Regions from separate parts of the Mus musculus genome. Here regions 1, 2, 3, 5 and 6 are each linked to region 4. The links are chromatin contacts, called in public HiChIP or PLAC-seq and promoter capture Hi-C maps. All regions are on one chromosome and are shown on one strand. Each heading gives the region's core, a stretch centred on a gene start, on an enhancer-like site or on the middle of the called end of the contact. The rest is flanking DNA. Distances are from core to core; before and after follow the strand shown. Region 1 holds the start of Mapkapk5 (MAP kinase-activated protein kinase 5). Region 2 holds the start of Dtx1 (deltex 1, E3 ubiquitin ligase). Region 3 holds the start of Oas1c (2'-5' oligoadenylate synthetase 1C). Region 4 holds the start of Ptpn11 (protein tyrosine phosphatase, non-receptor type 11). Region 5 holds the start of Oas1g (2'-5' oligoadenylate synthetase 1G). Region 6 holds the start of Oas2 (2'-5' oligoadenylate synthetase 2).

Evidence for each region. HiChIP or PLAC-seq counts read pairs in DNA pulled down with a chosen protein or histone mark. Capture Hi-C pulls out chosen DNA fragments and counts their contacts.
Region 1: a contact with region 4 is called in a promoter capture Hi-C map of liver. The contact joins the promoter of Mapkapk5 here to the promoter of Ptpn11 in region 4. A contact is called at or near these places in 1 of 39 promoter capture datasets (erythroid cells), 7 of 484 Hi-C or Micro-C datasets (CD4 T cells, CD8 T cells, LSK cells and 3 more), 5 of 115 datasets of contacts at active chromatin or transcription factors (bone marrow-derived macrophages, embryonic stem cells, epiblast stem cells and 2 more) and 2 of 9 other capture datasets (adipose tissue and liver).
Region 2: a contact with region 4 is called in an H3K27ac HiChIP or PLAC-seq map of epiblast stem cells, with 2.7 times the contacts expected there. The contact joins the promoter of Dtx1 here to the promoter of Ptpn11 in region 4. A contact is called at or near these places in 1 of 39 promoter capture datasets (hippocampal neurons) and 1 of 115 datasets of contacts at active chromatin or transcription factors (epiblast stem cells).
Region 3: an H3K27ac HiChIP or PLAC-seq map of embryonic stem cells shows a contact between it and region 4, with 6 read pairs. The contact joins the promoter of Oas1c here to the promoter of Ptpn11 in region 4. A contact is called at or near these places in 4 of 39 promoter capture datasets (the 3T3-L1 cell line, the SN4741 cell line and hippocampal neurons), 9 of 115 datasets of contacts at active chromatin or transcription factors (the SCID.adh cell line, T-cell acute lymphoblastic leukemia, bone marrow-derived macrophages and 5 more) and 2 of 9 other capture datasets (liver and pancreatic islet).
Region 5: a promoter capture Hi-C map of adipose tissue shows a contact between it and region 4. The contact joins the promoter of Oas1g here to the promoter of Ptpn11 in region 4. A contact is called at or near these places in 2 of 39 promoter capture datasets (cranial neural crest and hippocampal neurons), 3 of 115 datasets of contacts at active chromatin or transcription factors (embryonic stem cells and forebrain) and 3 of 9 other capture datasets (adipose tissue, macrophages and pancreatic islet).
Region 6: an H3K4me3 HiChIP or PLAC-seq map of bone marrow-derived macrophages shows a contact between it and region 4, with 4 times the contacts expected there. The contact joins the promoter of Oas2 here to the promoter of Ptpn11 in region 4. A contact is called at or near these places in 3 of 115 datasets of contacts at active chromatin or transcription factors (bone marrow-derived macrophages and embryonic stem cells) and 1 of 9 other capture datasets (embryonic stem cells).

What each region holds. Positions count from the first base shown.
Region 1 is chr5:121,544,623-121,547,339 of GRCm38.p6, forward strand. Mapkapk5 (MAP kinase-activated protein kinase 5) reads right to left here and starts at 1,270. Exons shown (of 14, transcript NM_010765.2): 1 at 543-1,270. The coding sequence starts at 578.
Region 2 is chr5:120,710,270-120,713,081 of GRCm38.p6, forward strand. It overlaps Dtx1 (deltex 1, E3 ubiquitin ligase), which reads right to left and starts at 1,400. Exons shown (of 10, transcript NM_008052.3): 1 at 1,216-1,400; 2 at 1-706. The coding sequence starts at 44.
Region 3 is chr5:120,810,952-120,813,932 of GRCm38.p6, forward strand. Oas1c (2'-5' oligoadenylate synthetase 1C) reads right to left here and starts at 1,563. Exons shown (of 7, transcript NM_033541.4): 1 at 1,483-1,563. It also overlaps the pseudogene Oas1b.
Region 4 is chr5:121,190,096-121,192,804 of GRCm38.p6, forward strand. Ptpn11 (protein tyrosine phosphatase, non-receptor type 11) reads right to left here and starts at 1,302. Exons shown (of 16, transcript NM_001109992.1): 1 at 1,107-1,302. The coding sequence starts at 1,120.
Region 5 is chr5:120,886,280-120,889,102 of GRCm38.p6, forward strand. It overlaps Oas1g (2'-5' oligoadenylate synthetase 1G), which reads right to left and starts at 1,334. Exons shown (of 7, transcript NM_011852.3): 1 at 1,101-1,334. The coding sequence starts at 1,283.
Region 6 is chr5:120,748,246-120,751,264 of GRCm38.p6, forward strand. Oas2 (2'-5' oligoadenylate synthetase 2) reads right to left here and starts at 1,603. Exons shown (of 11, transcript NM_145227.3): 1 at 1,214-1,603; 2 at 293-539. The coding sequence starts at 1,528.

The DNA.
Region 1 (2,717 bases), core at 20-2,519, 350 kb after region 4:
TTCAGAAATAAACTCTTGATTCTTGAGAGTAGACAAGAGAACAGAAGGAAATGAACGCACAGAGAAGGGAAAAGCCAAAGGGCAGGTTTTGGGCAAAGGTAAAGCAACTCCTGAAGTTGAAGGTCTCAAACAGGCTTGGTTCAGAGCCATCAGGAGGGGTCAGAGCCACTGCCAAGTGTCGCAGTGGGTCACCAAGATGCAAATGGACACAGTTGGAGGTGATGGAAACATGAGAGTCCTAAGAAGCCCTCTTATATCCCACTCATATGAAGTATCTCCACACTACTCAACTTCGTTCTAGCTGAGCACAAATTGCATCAACCAAGGAGGCTAGAGGGAATCGGAGACACCACCCTACACAAGCCAACACTCTGGGCCTTCAAATGCGGTCCCCTTCCCCGGGAGGCCGAAAACCGAACTTACTAGATGCTAGGAACTAGAACCTCTACCTCCCATTCAAATTCTCTCTATTTCCCAAGGCCCACGATGAGCGGAATCGCGGTTGTCGACAAAGCAGGGTACGGGTTGCATCTCCCGCTTACCTTGATGGCTTTCTCCATGTCGCTGTCCTCCGACATGCTCCGCTGGGCTCCCACAGCCCGAAGCGGCGGAGGCTGCGCGGCTGTCCCGTCCCCTGGCAGCCGAGGAAGCAAAGGGCTCGGAGCTCGGGGAGACGGGCAGCGCCCGCCCCTAGGGAGCGGAGGGGATGAAGGTCCGGGTGCCGGCTCGGCTTCCGCAGGCGGCTCTAAGCTGGTGGCGGCGGTGGCGGCGGCAGCGGCGGCGGCCCCTGGGGACAAGCCTTTGTGCTGGGCCCCGCGCAGCCGCTTCCCGGCCTCATCCCCGGCCGGGGAGGCAGGCTCCCGGGGCAGGGCGAGGCGGGGAGGGGCCCGGCCTGGAGCGCCGTGCGGGGCTTTGGCGGGGCCGCCGCTTAGGCCTGGGTTCGCCAGCTCCTGAGGAGAAGCCTGCGCCGCCGCCTCCGCCTTCCCCGCCGCCGCCGGCACCAGCACCGTAGCGAAGCCGAAGCCGAGCCCGCCGCCGCTGCCGCCGCCGCCGCCGCCGCCGCCGCCGCCGCTCCCACTGCCGCTCCAGCGCCACACATCGCCGGGACGCCTGCGCCGGGCAGCCCGCCGGCCGCCCGCCCGCGCCTCACCCTCTGCAGCTTCACGCCAGCCATGCTGCCGCGGGGCTCTGCGACCACCCAGCCCCGCGCGCCTCTCGCCGGCATCCGCCGGCCTTTCTGAGGCTTTCCCGAGCCGCGCGGTGGATGTGCAGGCGCCAGCCGGGTCGTCCCCGGGGCGCGCCGCACGCAGCACAGGCCCCCGGGCCTTCCACTGACGTGGCGCTGGGTGAATGACGTAAGACGGCGCGAGGCCTGGCCTGCCGAAAGAGAAGCGGAATGCAGGGAGGGCGCATGCGCGGGAGCCCGCTGCTGAGTGTCTTGTGTTTTGAGCGAAACCTGTGGATGCAGCCAAGGAGTTGGCTGGGAAGTGGGATGGTAACGTGGGACATACAGAAATCTGGCTGTGTGGGAACCAACCGGATCGTGCTCGTCCTGTCAGCTTAGCGGGGTCGGAGATGTTGCTGCCTGCTGCAGCCATCTCAGCATCCCGAGGATGCTAGAAGCGGGAAGGAGGGACAAACGAGTTCTTGGCTTCCATGCGGACGGTTTTAGGACTAGCCAGTTTATGAAGCAGAATTGAAGGTTTGGTTGATTGATTGATTGATTGATTGATTAATTGATTTTTCGAGACAGGGTTTCTCTGTGTAACCCTGGCTGTCCCGGAGCTCACTCTGTAGACCAGGCTGGCCTCGAACTCGGAAATCTGCCTGCCTCTGCCTCCCAAATGCTGGGATTAAAGGCGTGTGTCACCACCGCCCGGCTCTGAAGGTTTTATTAACGATTACTTAAATGGAAGCGTATCCCTGAGAGAGTCATAAGAGACGAGTACACAAAGTATACACAAAGGAGTTTAGTACACGTCCTTTCTGTTAGATTTCTGAGGCAGTTCAAAGGAACAGACAGGGAGCAAAAGAGAGATGGGAGCCTGACCTCTTAACAGTCAGGACTGTGATTACTGGTGCGCACAGCAGGGGGCACAGTCCTCCTCCTGGAAGTTGGACTCCTCTACCAGAGGAAAAAGCTGGCTTCGAGGAGCCTATATAGTAAGGGTGTTAAGAATGCAGAAATATGGGGGGAGAGGCCTCAGGCCACTTCCCATTTCGTTTTATGAAGTTATCTAAATCAATTTAGATATTAAAATCAAAACTTCCAAGTTTTGGCCAGCAGTAGCCTTTGTCCAATGTGCATGGAGGCTAGATTGGGACCAAGAGCTGAGCAAGTTAGTGTCTTGAGGTCTCCCCATAGAGAGCTCTTTTAGATTAGCCTTCAGCCAGGCTAATGGTATGTCCTTTGGAATGGACAGTTTGGAACCCATGGCAGGCGTGCAACCAAGGTAAAAACATGGGTTAAATTGAGTCACCCAGGGGTATCCCTCAGATTTTCGATTAACCAAATGTAATGAGCATATTTAAAAAAAAAAAAAGCCGGTAAACCTGAAAAAAATAGCTTAGTTAGGAACTCCACTACACCCAGTGCTGCACCTGATAACCAGAACCCAGTGACCCAAGATAACCAGACACAGCCCTAGAACCCCATGGCCTCCACTGGACAGTACCTAAACAGAGACAAGAGCAATGCTCTGCACATCTGGAGAGAC
Region 2 (2,812 bases), core at 150-2,649, 480 kb before region 4:
AGCCCGTTCACCGGCACCATCACACCTTGGCCTGGCCGTGACATGGCCGCTGCCGCCTGCGGGGCCAGGTCCCCACTGTTGCTGGCCCAGCTCCTCCTGGGCCTGGGAGCACCGGGGAAGCTTCGTCCTCCCTCTCCAGGGCGGGCGGCGAGGAGTGTGGCCTCTTTTCCAGCTGGGCTCGTCTCCAAGGCCTAGAGGCCTGGGTTAGGGGGATGGGTGGCCATCCAGACGCTGCGAGGACCCCTTCCCGCAGAGCGCAGCTGTTGCACACAGCGGTGCGCGGTAGGCAATGTCTGTCCTAGGTGGGGGACATGATCTCAATCCCTTAGTCCCCTCAGTGCAGGTGCAGGAGTGAGGAGGCACTTGCCCCTCTAAGTCCGGCCTGTCCCTGCTTCTCTCCCGTTCCTTCTGTCCGCCACGCAGGGCCTTGTCACCCAGGAGGCCCTGGCCCCAGCCTGCTGCTCCTTGCGCGCTTGGCTCCGCTTTCCAGATCCCGTGCCTCGCTTCGGGGTGACTTGGGTCCGCCCCTCCCGACGGGGCTCCCTGCACCCCTGCACCCCTGTCCCCTCTCCTGGCCGGCCTGAGTGGTGGTAGATCTCCCAGGGAAGGGGGCGGAGCGTGGGGATCGCGGTCCGGACCTGCAGCTGGGGGACCCTGGGGAGGGGCGGGGGCCGTGGGCACGCCCCACCCCACTGGTGTTCGCGACCTGCAGGGGCGACAAGAAGGAGAAAGGGCCCTTTAAGAAGAGAGCAGCCCCCTCCCCCTCCCAGGAGCCGCGGCAGAGAACAATGGGGCGCCGGTGGGGGGGCGGCAGGGAGGCTCGGGGGTCTGTGCCCTGCAGTCCCTGGGGTACCCGGAGAACAGCGGGCATCATACCCCAGGCTGTCACCCGCAGTGGCCCGTGTTCGGTTGGAGCGCGTCCCCCGCCCCGGGCCGCGCGCTACCGGGGGCTGCGGTGTGGGATGCAGGGACGCGGGATGTGGAGATGCAGAATTCCGGGATGCGGAATGAAGGATGTGGGATGCAGGGATTCGAGTTCAAGATGCGGGATGTTGAGATGGATGGAGGGTGCCGGATGGAGCCGCGACCGAGGTTTCCTCAGGGGTGGCGTCCCCGGGGGCAAAAGAGCTGCAGGTCGTTATGTCCCCGCCCGGTGGCATCTGCCCGTGGGCCCGCCAGAGCCAGGGATTTGGGGTCCCTGCGCTACACGCTCACCGTGATCTCCCCGCGCTGGCTCTTTTCACCCCCCGCTGACTCTTTCTCCGCTGGCTCCCGGGAGGGAGGGAAGGAGGGCACCGCTTTGCCCCAGCCCGGACCTCGCCCGCCGCCGGATAGACAGACAGACAGGAGGACGCAGTAGTCCTGGCGCGCGGACGCGTCGGACGCGTCGCTGGGATCCCGCGGGTGGAGGCGGCCTCGGGGCGGGGCGGGTAGAGGAAGGGGAGGAGACCGATCCGCCCAGCCGCTGTGACACGCGAGTCACCGAGTCCCCGGCTGGGCCCACGAGGCATCAGATCCGTTCTGTGTTTAGGGGTTCTGGTTCCAATCTATCATCTTTGCATTTAGCATCTATGCTAGGGCCTGGTACACAACAGGCGCTCAATAAGTACTTGAATGAATGAATCTGATTTAGAGACAGTCTAAAGACTGCTCATAAGGCCACTGGCCAACTACAGGGTGATCTCTTGGAGCAGCAGTTTAAGCGTTCATGGGCACTGTGATAGGCCCTCTGGCAAGCTGAACACAGCATCTGCAGACACAGGTATGGACTGAGAGAGGAGACATCCAGGACCTGCCCTGTTTAGATTGGGAAAGATGAGGCTGTGTGGGACTGCGATCCAGGCAGCTGAGCAGGGTTAAGGGACCTCTTTGGGAGCCAGACCAGAGTGGCCCTTGCTCCTCCTCTGTTGGGATCTGGGGGGATTGGGGGAGGGCAGGGGGAAGGGAGAGCAAGGGTGAAGGGCAGGCTACACTAGGCTCACTCCCAGAACCAAAACTGGATTAGCTGGAGTCTTTACCCTGCCCAGGACACCTGCGTTTTTGTTGTTGTTTTGTTTGTTTGTTTTTAGAAGAAAGCCATTCACAGCTACATCTAGTCACTGCTTAATGACCACCTTGCAATCGGTGGGAACCTGAGGTCCTCAGGGTAAGGAAGTCATCAACTCAAAGTTGCACAGGGATTTAGTAGCAAACACAAAAGAAGAATCCAGCCAACTCCTCCCAGCAGCCTCTCTTGATTCATCGGTCTTCCCTCCTCCTCCTCCTCCTCCTCCTCCTCCTCCTCCTCCTCTGTGACACCCCATATCACGCCATCAACTACTTTAACCACTTACACAAAACTGATTCCTGCTCAAAAGGCCCCTAAGGGCTTCCACCACGGTTCACCTCTGTGGCCCAAGATCATCACAAATGATGGCTTCTGCTTATTGAGTGTCCATTCCATTCAGCCCCTGGAGGTAAGACTGTGTCCTCATGTTATGGGCAGGAAGCAAAATCTCTGGAAGCTCAGAGAGGTTACTCAGTTTGTCCGACTTCCCACAAGAGTGAGTAGGGCTGGGAGTTGACGCCTCAACGCCTTTGCACTTTCCATGGCAACAGGCCGCCATGATGCGTGTTGAATGACTAATGGATGTAATCTGGCTGATCTAGCACAGTGAGGCCTTTCACCAAGGAGGGCTGAGAAGGACTACACGCAGTTAACAGCCACCTGTGGCTGCAGGCCCAGAAGGGGCGGGATCTCAGGATCCCATTCCTAGGAGCATGCATTGGTCACTCTGTCCCTGTCACACAGAACAGGATGGATGCGGGATTC
Region 3 (2,981 bases), core at 313-2,812, 380 kb before region 4:
AAAAAAAAAAAAACACAGAGGTCCAACTTCCTCTGACCCCAGAGTGCTGGGATCAAAGGCCTGTGACACTACACCTGGCTGACCAAAAGGAATTTAAAGCAGCTGACACTTTGTGCTGAGGGCTCACCTCTGACCTGGAATGACACAACTTTGGTCAGTGGAACTTCCCGCTCCTGTTTCTTTAAGGAAAGAACTGTGTTACTGCCCAGAGTGTGCTCTCAGCCACAGCATTGGGCAGGATCCTTTTTTTTTTTTTCCATTCATTTCTTCATCTGTTTTAGGGTTTTTTCCCCCTCACACTCTGGAGTGAATCCAGCTGTAGTGTAGCCCAGGATGGACCAGCCTCCACTATCCATCCTCCTGCATCAGCCTCTGCCTGCTGAACTGCTAGGGCCACCCACAATGCTGTTTTTCTTCCCTGTTTTCCTGCATGTGAAGGGCTAATGACCTAGAAGCCCCAGGCAGTCTGAGTGACTCCCTGCAGGAGGAGATATGGTGCTGATGTCAGTGTGCAGTGAGGATCAGGGAGGCCAACGGGGTAAGCACCCCACCAAAATCCACCAGCTTGGGGAAGCAGGACTAGGTCTGCAGACCCCCAAAGGTCCCATTTCCACCCTAATCCCCTGGAGCTCCCTGTGCCCGGTGAGCAGTCTCCACTAGCAATGGCTTCCTTCCTGGAGATGCATAAAGGCCAATCCTGCTCTTGCAGAAGGCCAGACTCTTTATTTCCTCATCGAAGTACATCCTGGTTAATGCTCGGGTGTGCACATGTGAGTATACACTTGTTTGTGTATTTGTGTGCATATGTGCACAGGCAAGCTCAGGAGTGTATTTAGTGTGTGCATGCCCTGTGCGTGTGCATGTGAATGTGTGTGTGTGTGTGTGTGTGTGTGTGTGTTTGGGACCTGCCATGTCAGTTCTCAGAATTGGAACTGGAAGCACAGCCCGAGCTCTTAAACTCTGAGCCCTCTCTCTGCCCTCTAAACAAGAGATGAGAAGATGGAGGCAGGGGTTGGAGGGCATCAAACTGTTTTGATGAGGCCTTGGGTATGTCACCCAAAGGTGATTTTCAACCTTGCCAGGGCCCTGAAAGACAGCTCATTTTAATAGTCACTGCTGACCTGTACTGTCCCCAGCTTGGTGGTACGGCCTGTACTTCACCCTTGGGGATGCCCAGACCCCACCCTCACCCAGACCCCCTGCACCACAGGGGAAAATGTAGGGTGTGAGTAGGAGAGGGGGCTTCTGGGAAGTCTGAGCTTTCTGTTAGAATTGTCTGTAATCCTAGACCTGCAAGTCCAGAGGTAAAGGAAAAACAAAACCTGGGGAGGTGCTGTTCTTAAAAAGAAAAAAAAAAAAAGCAGTTCCGCCTAAAACGTTTGCAGGAGATGGAAGCCGAGCTCAGGAGCCACCAGCCACCTTCTGTGGTTTCCTGATTCCGTTTCCCTTCTTCTACGTGCACAGATTGTTCCTAAAACGTACCGTGTAACAGCCTTTTTTCCAGAAGAAATCCCGAGAAAGCCAGGTCAGTTTCCTTACACATTCTTCCCTGGGCCGGATCTTAAGAAAGCTCAGGCTTGGATGGGGAGGTACCTGTTCAGAAGCCCTAACGCCATTGGCTGCTCGGGCCTGGATGATTTGCATATCCGCGCCCTTCCCGGGAAATGGAAACTGAAAGTCCCATTTCTGCTTCAGCCAGCCTAGGAGACACAGGACCTGCTGGCTGCAGAGGTAAAAGCTGGACCTAGGATGGAGCAGGATCTGAGGAGCATCCCGGCCTCGAAGCTTGATAAGTTCATAGAGAACCATCTCCCGGACACCAGCTTCTGTGCTGACCTCAGAGAAGTCATAGATGCCCTGTGTGCTCTCCTGAAGGACAGATCCTTCCGGGGCCCCGTCCGCCGAATGAGGGCCTCTAAAGGGGTCAAGGTGAGCCTTCCTCAGCCTGAGCTGGCCGAGATGAGGTGGGACAGGACTTTCAGAAGCCAGGCTGCAACCCTGATCCCTCCTCTTAATTCTGATCACAGCTGGCGATGGGTTCTTCCCCCCAAGTCCCACATCTGTATTGGAGAAGGAGCCTCAGCTACAGTTTATGTTCCCCACTCCCAGGCCATGTCCATTTCAGAGTCGGGGAAACTGAGGCCCAGAATGGCAAAGCAGTTTTCTGGAAAGTGGAGGGGCAGGTGGTGGGGCAGTGGTAATACAACCTTTGCACTGCTGTGTGACTTAGGGTAACTTAACTACCTTCTCCATGTCCAGTGTTCCACGCCCCAGGAATGATAAGGTCACATAGACTAAGTCAAATGTGACACGGAGGACAGACCAGGACTCGCCTGCTATGTGACTGGATTGATGGACCCTCTCTGGACTCGGTTCCCGGGCTGTCTGTCAAATCACATTTCATGACACTGGTACTTAACTCTCAGACTCTGTGAAGGGTGCAGAAATGAAGTTGTTTTCTTGTTTTCAGTTGACTGTATTTCTACATTTTTAGTTGTGAGTGGGGCTCTGTATGTGTTAGTGCAGGTTTGGTCAGAATTGAAAAGGGGGTGTCAGATCCCTTAGAGCTGCAGTTACATAGGTGGCTCTGAGCTGGCCTGCTTGGGTGCTGGGAACTAAACTGAGGTCATCAGCAGGAACAGCAGGCAGTTTTAGCTACTGACCCACCTCTCCATCCGGAGATGTGACAATTTGTAATGCCCTCTCTCAACAGTAGCTGATGCTCATGTGTGTTAGTGATGATTCTAAGCATTTTATTTAGGGAGGCTTTGTTCAGCATGAATTCTTCTTTTTATGATATTTGTTTTACAGACTTGGATCACCTTTATTGTTTTTTTCAGTTTCTCTATGATGTTATATGTTATTCTATATCACACAAGGCCATCTTCTCTTTAATGATGTCACTTGCGCATATTTCCTCCCAGCTAACAATGCCAACCATGGGACTATGGCTACATTCTCATATATCTGTATTAATTTAG
Region 4 (2,709 bases), core at 52-2,551:
TCAAGGTTTAATCAAACTGTCCGCCGAATCAGGTGCAACTTATCTCAATAAAAATGTTGGTTTTTTTGTTTTGTTTTGTTTTGTTTTTTGTTTTTGTTTTTCGAGACAGGGTTTCTCTATGTAGCCCTGGCTGTCCTGGAACTCGCTTTGTAGACCAGGCTGGCCTCGAACTCAGAAATCTGCCTGCCTCTGCCTCCCAAGTGCTGGGATTAAAGGCGTGCGCCACCACGTCGGGCTTAAAGCTGATTTTAAAACTAAACAAGTCCTTATAGTGTGATCCGGCCTGTAACCCCAGCGCTAAAGGGGTTGAGATAAAGGGGAAATGTACACTGGATGCTAACCTGGGCAACACAGTGAGAGACTTGCACCTCTTACCAGGTAACATGCCACAATGTACTTCATCCTGAAAACTCAATTTGGTCATGTTTAGGAAAGGGATTCCACCACCCACCTCGTACCACTGCGGTACGCGTTAAGCTGGCTTCTAGTAAGAGCAAAGTCAATGTCACTAATGGAGTCTCGTTACCCTGAAGTGGAAACTCACTCATTCGCCTCCAATCTAAGCTTCAAATCCTGTCCTGTGACGAGCACGTTATTCCCGAGCCTCAGTTTCCACATTCGTCAAACAGAGGGGACAATCCCACGGCCAGATACGGTTCCCTTTCCTCCCACCTTTCAAAGCAAAGATCACAGTGGGGAGGGAACACTCCCAGCCGCTGCAGAGAGCTTCAGTTTTCCCACTTCTGGCACTTGGGGGCGAGGGCGAAGACGCAAAAAGGGGGCACCTGAAAGGGTCCTGTGTGAAGGCCCCGCGGTGGCCCGGGCGCCTCCCCGAGCGCGCGGGGTTATTTCGGAATCCCCAGGAGGCGACGCTCATGAGGCAATGGGTCAGGAATGCGGCGGCCGGCCGGGGCCGCGGGTGTCCCCACGGGCATCCCGGGCCGCGGGAGCAGGAACTCGGGGCGGCAGGAAATGAATGGGGACCCGCGGGCGGGGCGGCGGGGAAGCCAAGCCGACGGGGAGTCCCCGGTGTGACCCCCGGCGGCCCGCGCAGTCCAGAGGCAGCGGGGACCCAGGCCGCGGCCCGGCCCCTGCGGGCGGCTCACCTCCGCGATGTCATGTTCCTCCCGTCTCCGGCTCCGCACGGACCCGCTGCTCGCTCAGGCTCCGCGGGGTACCGTCACATGGAGGGGGCCCGAGCGAGGCCCCGCTCCGGAGCCGACACGGGTGCGGGCAGAGCCGGCCGGCCGCGCGCGCACAACCCCCTGCCAGGCCTGGATCCCGGACACTGCGCGGCCGCCCCGCCGCCCGGCTCGCTCCGCCCTCGCCCGCGCCCCCGCCCCTGGCCGCCGGCGCCTGCGTGACGTCATCGCGCGCCGCCGCCACGGCCACTATCTGCTTCCGGTTTGCGGGGCCCTGAGCAGTGCTAGGGAGTTTGGTGTGGGATTCCTCCTCTGAATCGGTGCGGCTACACCCGTGAACGCCTGGACGATTCTTCTAAACGGGGACGTCGCACATAGGTGCGAGGACACAATACACAATATGCATCCAGGGCGGCTGCACACGGGAAAAGAAGCAAACAAATAAGGGAGGGGGAACACGAGTTCGATTCCCAACACCTACCTGTATGGGGCAGCCCACAACCTTCTGTAAATTTGGTTCTACCGGATCCGCCGTTCTCTTCTTGTGGCTCCTCGGGCACTGCACTCACGGGCACATATCCATACACATAATGTTTTATGATTTACTCCTTTTGCCCGGCAAGGTGGCGTACGCCTTTAATTCCAGCACTAGGTAGGCAATAGCAAGTGGATCACTGTGAAATCGAGGCCAGCCTGGTCTGTATAGTGAGTTCCAGGACATCTAAGTAGGGAGACCCTGTCAAAAAGAAATATATATTACTTTTTTTTTTTTTTTTTTTGGTTTTATGAGACGGTTTCTCTGTGTAGCCCTGGCTGTCCTGGAACTCACTCTGTAGACCAGGCTGGCCTCAAACTCAGAAATCTGCCTGCCTCTGCCTCCCGAGTGCTAGGATTAAAGGCATGCGCCACCACGCCCGGCTAGAAATATATATGTATATATATATATATTACTTTGTATTTTTTAATGTTTAGTGTATTAGTGGTTGCCTTGCATGTAAGTATGTGTGTAACTGCATGAGTGCCTAGAGCCCAAGATCTGAAAAGAACAACAGTTCCTGGAACTGGAGTTACAGGCAGTTGTAAGCTGTCATGTGGGTGCTGGAAACAAAACTTAAGACCTCTGAAAAAGCACTCAGTATTCTTAACTGCTGAGCCATCTCACCAGCCTCTCCCGTTGAATATTTTTTGTTTTGTTTGTTTATGAGAAAAGAGACAACCTATGTACCACGGCCATACTTTTACAACTTGAACTAAAATTAACACAAATGTTTTTTGCAGTTTCACCCATACCGGGATTAGCAATCCTAACAAGTGATCCTTTTTCTAAATTAAGAAATCTGACCTTTTCACTTCAAAGAAACACTTCATAACTTCTCCTTCCAAATGTCCAAATTGTTAGTACCAGTACGCTGCTACGGGGGTTGGGGAGGGGGACTTTGTTAGATGAATGTGGCTTTCTTGAACAGCTCCATCTTAATGAAGTGTAAAGTTATGAAACTGATGAACTAGAAGCTACATAGATGGATCAGCAGATAAGAGAGTTAGCTGCCCAAAAGTCAGGCAGTGG
Region 5 (2,823 bases), core at 84-2,583, 300 kb before region 4:
TGGTACAGAAGATAAGCCAGATTCAGAAGGACAAACATCCATGTTCATCTGTGGAGTCTATATTTGTGTATGTCAGTGTGTGTGTGGGGGGGGGGGGGAGGGAAGTGTGTATGGGAGCGGGGGAAGGGAGAGATCTAAAGGAAATGAGCAAGGAATAGTGTTACACTATAACACAGTGTACTATGGAATAGCATATAGAATCATAGAGCAACTGAAAAGTAATAAAAGTGATCAACATCTAGAAAACGAATATTTTCAAAAGAAGAATTTATACTGAGAAGAGCCTCCCTAAATAAAATGCTGAGAATCATCACTAACACACCTGAGCACCAGCCACTGTTGAGAGAGGGCATTACAAATTGTCACATCTGCAGATGGAGAGGTGGGTCAGTAGTTAAAAGTGGTTGATATTCCTGCGGATGACCTCAGTTTAGTTCCCAGCACCCAAGTAGGCCAGCTCAGAGTCACCTATGTAACTACAGCTCTAGGGGATATGACACCCTCTCTTCAATCCTGACCTAACCTGCACTAATGCATACAGAGCCCCCACTCACAACTAAAAATATAAAAATACAATCAACTAAACACAACAAGGCAGAAAAGAAAAAACTTTGTTTCTGACTCCTTCACAGAGCCTGTGAGTTAGGTATCATTGTCATGAAATGCAAATCGAGCCCAGAGAGGGTCCTTCAATCCAGCCATGCAGCATGTGAGTGCTGTTCTGTCCTCCATGTCACATTTGACTTAGTCTATGTGACCTTGCCATCTTGGGGTGTGGACTGGGAATACTGGACATGGAGAAGGTAGTTAATTTACCCTATGTCACACAGCAGTGCAAAGGTTGGATCCTTTGACCTGCCACTCTCCAGCAAACTGCTTTACTGTTCTGGGCTTCAGTTTCTATGACTCTGAAATGGTCGTAGCCTGGGACTGGGGAACATAAACTGTAGCTGAGTCTCCTTCTACAATACAGACATGGGGCCTGGGGGGAGAACCCATCGCCAGCTGTGCTCAGAATTGAAGAGGAGGGATCAGGGCTGTCTGGCTTCTGAGATTCCCCTCCCACCCCATTCAGTCAGCTCAGGCAGAGGAGGGCTCACCTTCACCACCTTGGAGACCCTCACTGGGTGGGCAGCACCTTGGAAGCATCTCTCCTTCAGGAAATCACACACGACATTGACGGCTGATTTGACATCAGCACCAAAGGTGGTGTCGGGAAGGAGGTAATCCTCTATGAACTTGTCCAGCGTCCAGGCTGGGATGCTCCTGAGTCCGTGCTCCATGCTAAGTCTGGAGCTTCCTGGGTCTCCCAGCCTGGCTGAAATGGGAAGTAGATTTTCAGTTTCCATTTCCCGAGAAGGGCAGGGCTATGTAAATAGGCCAGGCCCCGACAGCCAATGGCTTCAGAGCTTCTGACCAGGTACCGCCAAGCCTAGGCTTTCTGAGGATCCCATCGAAGGAAGAATGCAAAAGGAAACTGATTTGGCTTTTTAGGGATTTCTTCTGGGGAAAAAAAAAAAAAAAAAAAAAAACTGTTACAGGGCATGTTTCAGGAGCAATTTGTACATGTAGGAGAAAAGGGGAAACTGAGTCAGGAAACTGCAGAAGATGGCTGGTGGCTCCGAGCTCGGCTTCCAGCTCCTGAAAACGTTTTAGGCAGAACTGCATTTTCTTTTCTCTTTAAGAACAGCACCTTCACAGGTTTTGTTTTTCCTTTACCTCTGGACCTGCAGCTCTAGGATTAAGGCAATTCTAACAGAAAGCTCAGACTTCACACTCGCCCCCTCTCCTACTCACGTCTTAAGTTTTCCCCTGTGGTGCTCCGGTGGGTGGGGGGTTGGGGCAAGGGTGGGGTATCACTCAGGACTTTCCCAAGGTTGAAGTACAGGCTGTACTACCAATTGGGTCAGGACAAGTCAGCAGTGAATATTACAGTGAGCTGTCTTTCAGGGCCACTGCAAGGGTGAAAGTCAGCCTTTGGGTGACACAGGTCCTGGAGGAACACTCATGGGCCACCACCCAAGGCTACATCAGAACAGTTTGATGACCTCCAACCCCTGCCTCTGTCCCCTCATCTCTTGTTTTGAGTTTTTCACTTCGTAGTTGTTGTGGTCCTGCTTTAAGGCCAAGGCTGGATTTGAACTCATGATTCCTCCAGGTTGGTCCCCCTCAGTGCTGGTGTTACAGGGTGGCCACTGTGCCTAGCTGTGCAGTGGATTGCCTAGGTGCTGTTTGTATTTTGATGCTAATCCTGCCCCAGATGAGGAGCAGATCACATACTGAGGTGATTTCCATATGAACCTGCTCACCACTTTAAGTGGAGAAAGGCTAGAGCCTGTGATTGGGCAATGGAAAAGAAAGGCGGGGCCGGAAGTTTTAGATGTGAGGGGGGAGGGGGGGAGGGAGAGGGAGGAAGGAGACTAAGGAGGAGGGGAAGACAAGACAGAGGGACAGAGAGAGGGGAAGATGGACGAAGAGGAGGTGGAAGGTGGAGCAGAACCATGTGACCTGGAGGAGCTGCAAGTAGCAAGGGATCTTATAGCTGGGGAATAGAGTACTGTAGTGTTATATGTGCCCAATCTAGGATGTGCACCTTATAAATATAACTGAGTCGTGTGTTCTTGGCATGGCATTTTGGGGTTGAAGATTTACTGATACAAAACTGGCTGGTATTCAATATCAAGGCTGTCTGGTGTTTCCCATTTACGACGATTTAGGTGGGCAAGAGAGAGGGCAGAACAGCACGGAGTGGCCACTGCAGGTCTGCAGACCAGCCACAGGGGTAGAGAGCCTGTGGAACTGGAGAGATACCTCCAGGCTTTC
Region 6 (3,019 bases), core at 353-2,852, 440 kb before region 4:
GACTGCTCTTCTGAAGGTCCGGAGTTGCTCCAACACTATGCCTGTCTGTTTCCCACCATGGTGATAAGGGGCTAACCCTCGGAAACTCGAAGCCAGCCACTTAGTTAAATGCTTCTTTTTATAAGAGTTGTCTTGGTCATGGGTGTCTCCTCACAGCAACTGACCAGTGACTAAGACAGGAGTTTACAAGCTCCATTTTGGAGACAGCCTCAGCCCACGGGACCCCAGTGGCCTCCCAGGACTCCCAGAATGCTTGGACACCCCCCCCACCCCCAGTCCCCAGATCACTCACGTAGAGGATTGAAGACTGGAAGTAATTGCAGGAGTATTCTCTGCCCTGGTACAGACACTTGTACTACAAGGGCATGTTCATGCTTTACTGACTTCTTCTCATGGATTTTCAGCCACAGTTCAATGACGTCAAGGTATGCATCTTGGTATTTTATCTGATCCTGGAACTGTTGGAAGCAGTCCATGAAGAGAACAAGGGTACCATCGGAGCAGCCTCTTAGGGCTGTTTCCCGGCCATAGGAGCCACCCTGTGGGGAAATGGAGGGGCAGTTGTGAGATCTAGACTTTCTGAAGCTCCAGGTAGTGACATTTCTTAAATCAAGTGAAATCCCCCAAATGGCACTGGCATTTTAAAATCAGGTTGCCAGCACCAGTTTGTGTCCATGTTTTGCATGCTAGCTCCAAACTGGGGTCAACTCAAAACTGCGCTAAGACGAACAAATAACACAGCAGAATACTATACAGGCATGGAAAAAAAATAGATATGGTAGAGTACTATGTAGGCATGAAAAAGATACACGAACAAAAATCTCATAAATGTGGAGTCAAAGACACTCTATGGCAAAGCACAAATGCATGTAGTCAATCCCTGGTAATTTACTGAGCACTGATAACAGCCGTCCCTGTGCTAAGAACACTGCGTGCTTCACCATCACAACACTCTGAAGTGGGGTCTAGGCTGACCTCATTCTGCAGATCTGGACACTGAGGCACAGAGAGGTAAAGGACCCTTCCGGGAGTCATGCAGCCAGGTGGAAGAAGACCTGGCAGCAGCTTGGGCCCCTTCACTGTCTGTCCTCAGAGGAAAGCCTTCGAAGTGCAATCCCCTGGGCCCTGTGTGGCACAATGCTCAGCACCACCACCTTTGGGAACAGCGAACTCTCCTGGGATGCAGAGCCCTGGCCCCCACCCTGAGCCTCACCTTAGCCACTTCCTTCACAGGGATCTGACTGCGCAGCAGGTCCCAGATGGCATCCACGGCCTGGTCTATCTGCTTCAGAGATTCTCTGTTAGGTTTGAGGTTTTCCTGGATATACCCTTCTAGCTTCTGCGATGGCACCGAGGACACCGCAATCTGCTTCAGACAGTTTTCGTTGGGTGTGAGGTTTGCCTGGATAGACTTTTCTAACTTGTGCACTGGCCCGGAGGGCACCCCTGAAGACCCACCAGGTGACCAGCCAGATGAATAGCCAGATGACCTGTCAGATGACCAGTTTCCAGTCAGCCAGTTTCCCATCGTTGCTAGCTGGTCTTGTCAATTGTCGAGGCAGAGCACTGTAGCTCAAGTCCTGGGCCTTCTGCCCTGCACCCGGGTTTCTAGAAAGAGGAAATCAAGTCCAAAGCCCCACCCCTAACACAGCCAAGCCTAGGAACCTAGGAAATCGAAACTCAAGTGTGGGAGTTACTTCCCAGCAGCTGGTGTGTGTTTGCTTCCAGCTAGCTGGCCACTCCCAAGGACACCCCAGCTTAAACTTAGAGCCTCTAGAGCCTCAGGGGACACCTGCACAGAGGCCAGTGTTTGCGTCCATCAGTGTAGGACTGTCTTCTTGGTGCCTCTGTTTCCTCTACCTATAGCTAGGAGGAGCATGTCTCAAAAAAAATTGGCAGAAAGCTGGCTGGCTAAATGCTAAGCTAATTTGATTTTATTGAGGGTAGAGTCTGTCCGTTAACATAATGTCCTTCCTCCTTGTTTCCAGTGGCTGAAGCATTCGGTGACAGACAGGGCAGACAGACTGAGCTCAGAGAAGGTGCTGACTTGCTCAAAGATGCACTGCAGGACAGGTGCCTTGACAGACAGATGTAGGCTTCCTGACTTTGGGTGAACATAGGTCCCTGAAGAGTCAAGAGTAGTCCTCCCCCCCCCCACATGTTAAAAAATAAATATTTAAATATTTAAAAATTAAACACAAAAAGAAACCTCACCAATTCAACACAATTATTTTGGGTTAGTATTGAGACAGAGCCTGCTGTCTAGCCCAAACTGGCTTTGAGCTGGTAATCCCCTGCCTCAACCTCTCATAAACTGTTATGTATAGCATCTTCTTCCAAGGTAGATGGCACATTGTATGTGGCTGTCCTACGTGGCAGATGGCTTCCTGGGACCCTCACCAGGAAAGGCACAGTGACTTTGTATCACCTTGGAGTCCAGTGGAGTGACTGAAGTCACAAAAAAAATATGGGCTCTGACAAAGGATCCCTGAAAGCAGCAGACTTCTTGTAGTTCCTCTGAGTGAGGCCATAGAAGGAAAATGGCTTAGGGGACACTAGCAGCTCTCAGGGACCCTGCCTCAGCTTCCTGAGGAGTCGAATATGTGTATCACCTCACCCAACCCTCACTGTGTCCCACTGGGCCTCTGCCATATCATTCCAGAGCCACTATGGGGGCCGCTCTTGGAGACTCTGGGGGTCAGGTCAGTAAGGCCTCTCTTTCCTCTGCCCTGATGGCGGTCACCTCACTCTTCACTGTGGCTCACAGTCACCCCAATTCTGGAGCCATTTTGACAAGAGAGCCCAGAGTCTGTGTGGTGGGGACAAGAGCTGCCATTAGTTCTGAAGGAAAAAAACCATTCCCATTACTGTCTGAATAAAGCCAGTGCCCAAAGGACCAGGCCAGATGACTGCCTCCCCCCTAATTTGGGGTCCTCAGAGAGCAGTTCCTCCTTCGCTTTTGAGGTCCCTTTTATGGGGAGGGGTTAGAGTTGATAGAAACAGTCTGTTGAGTCTGTTG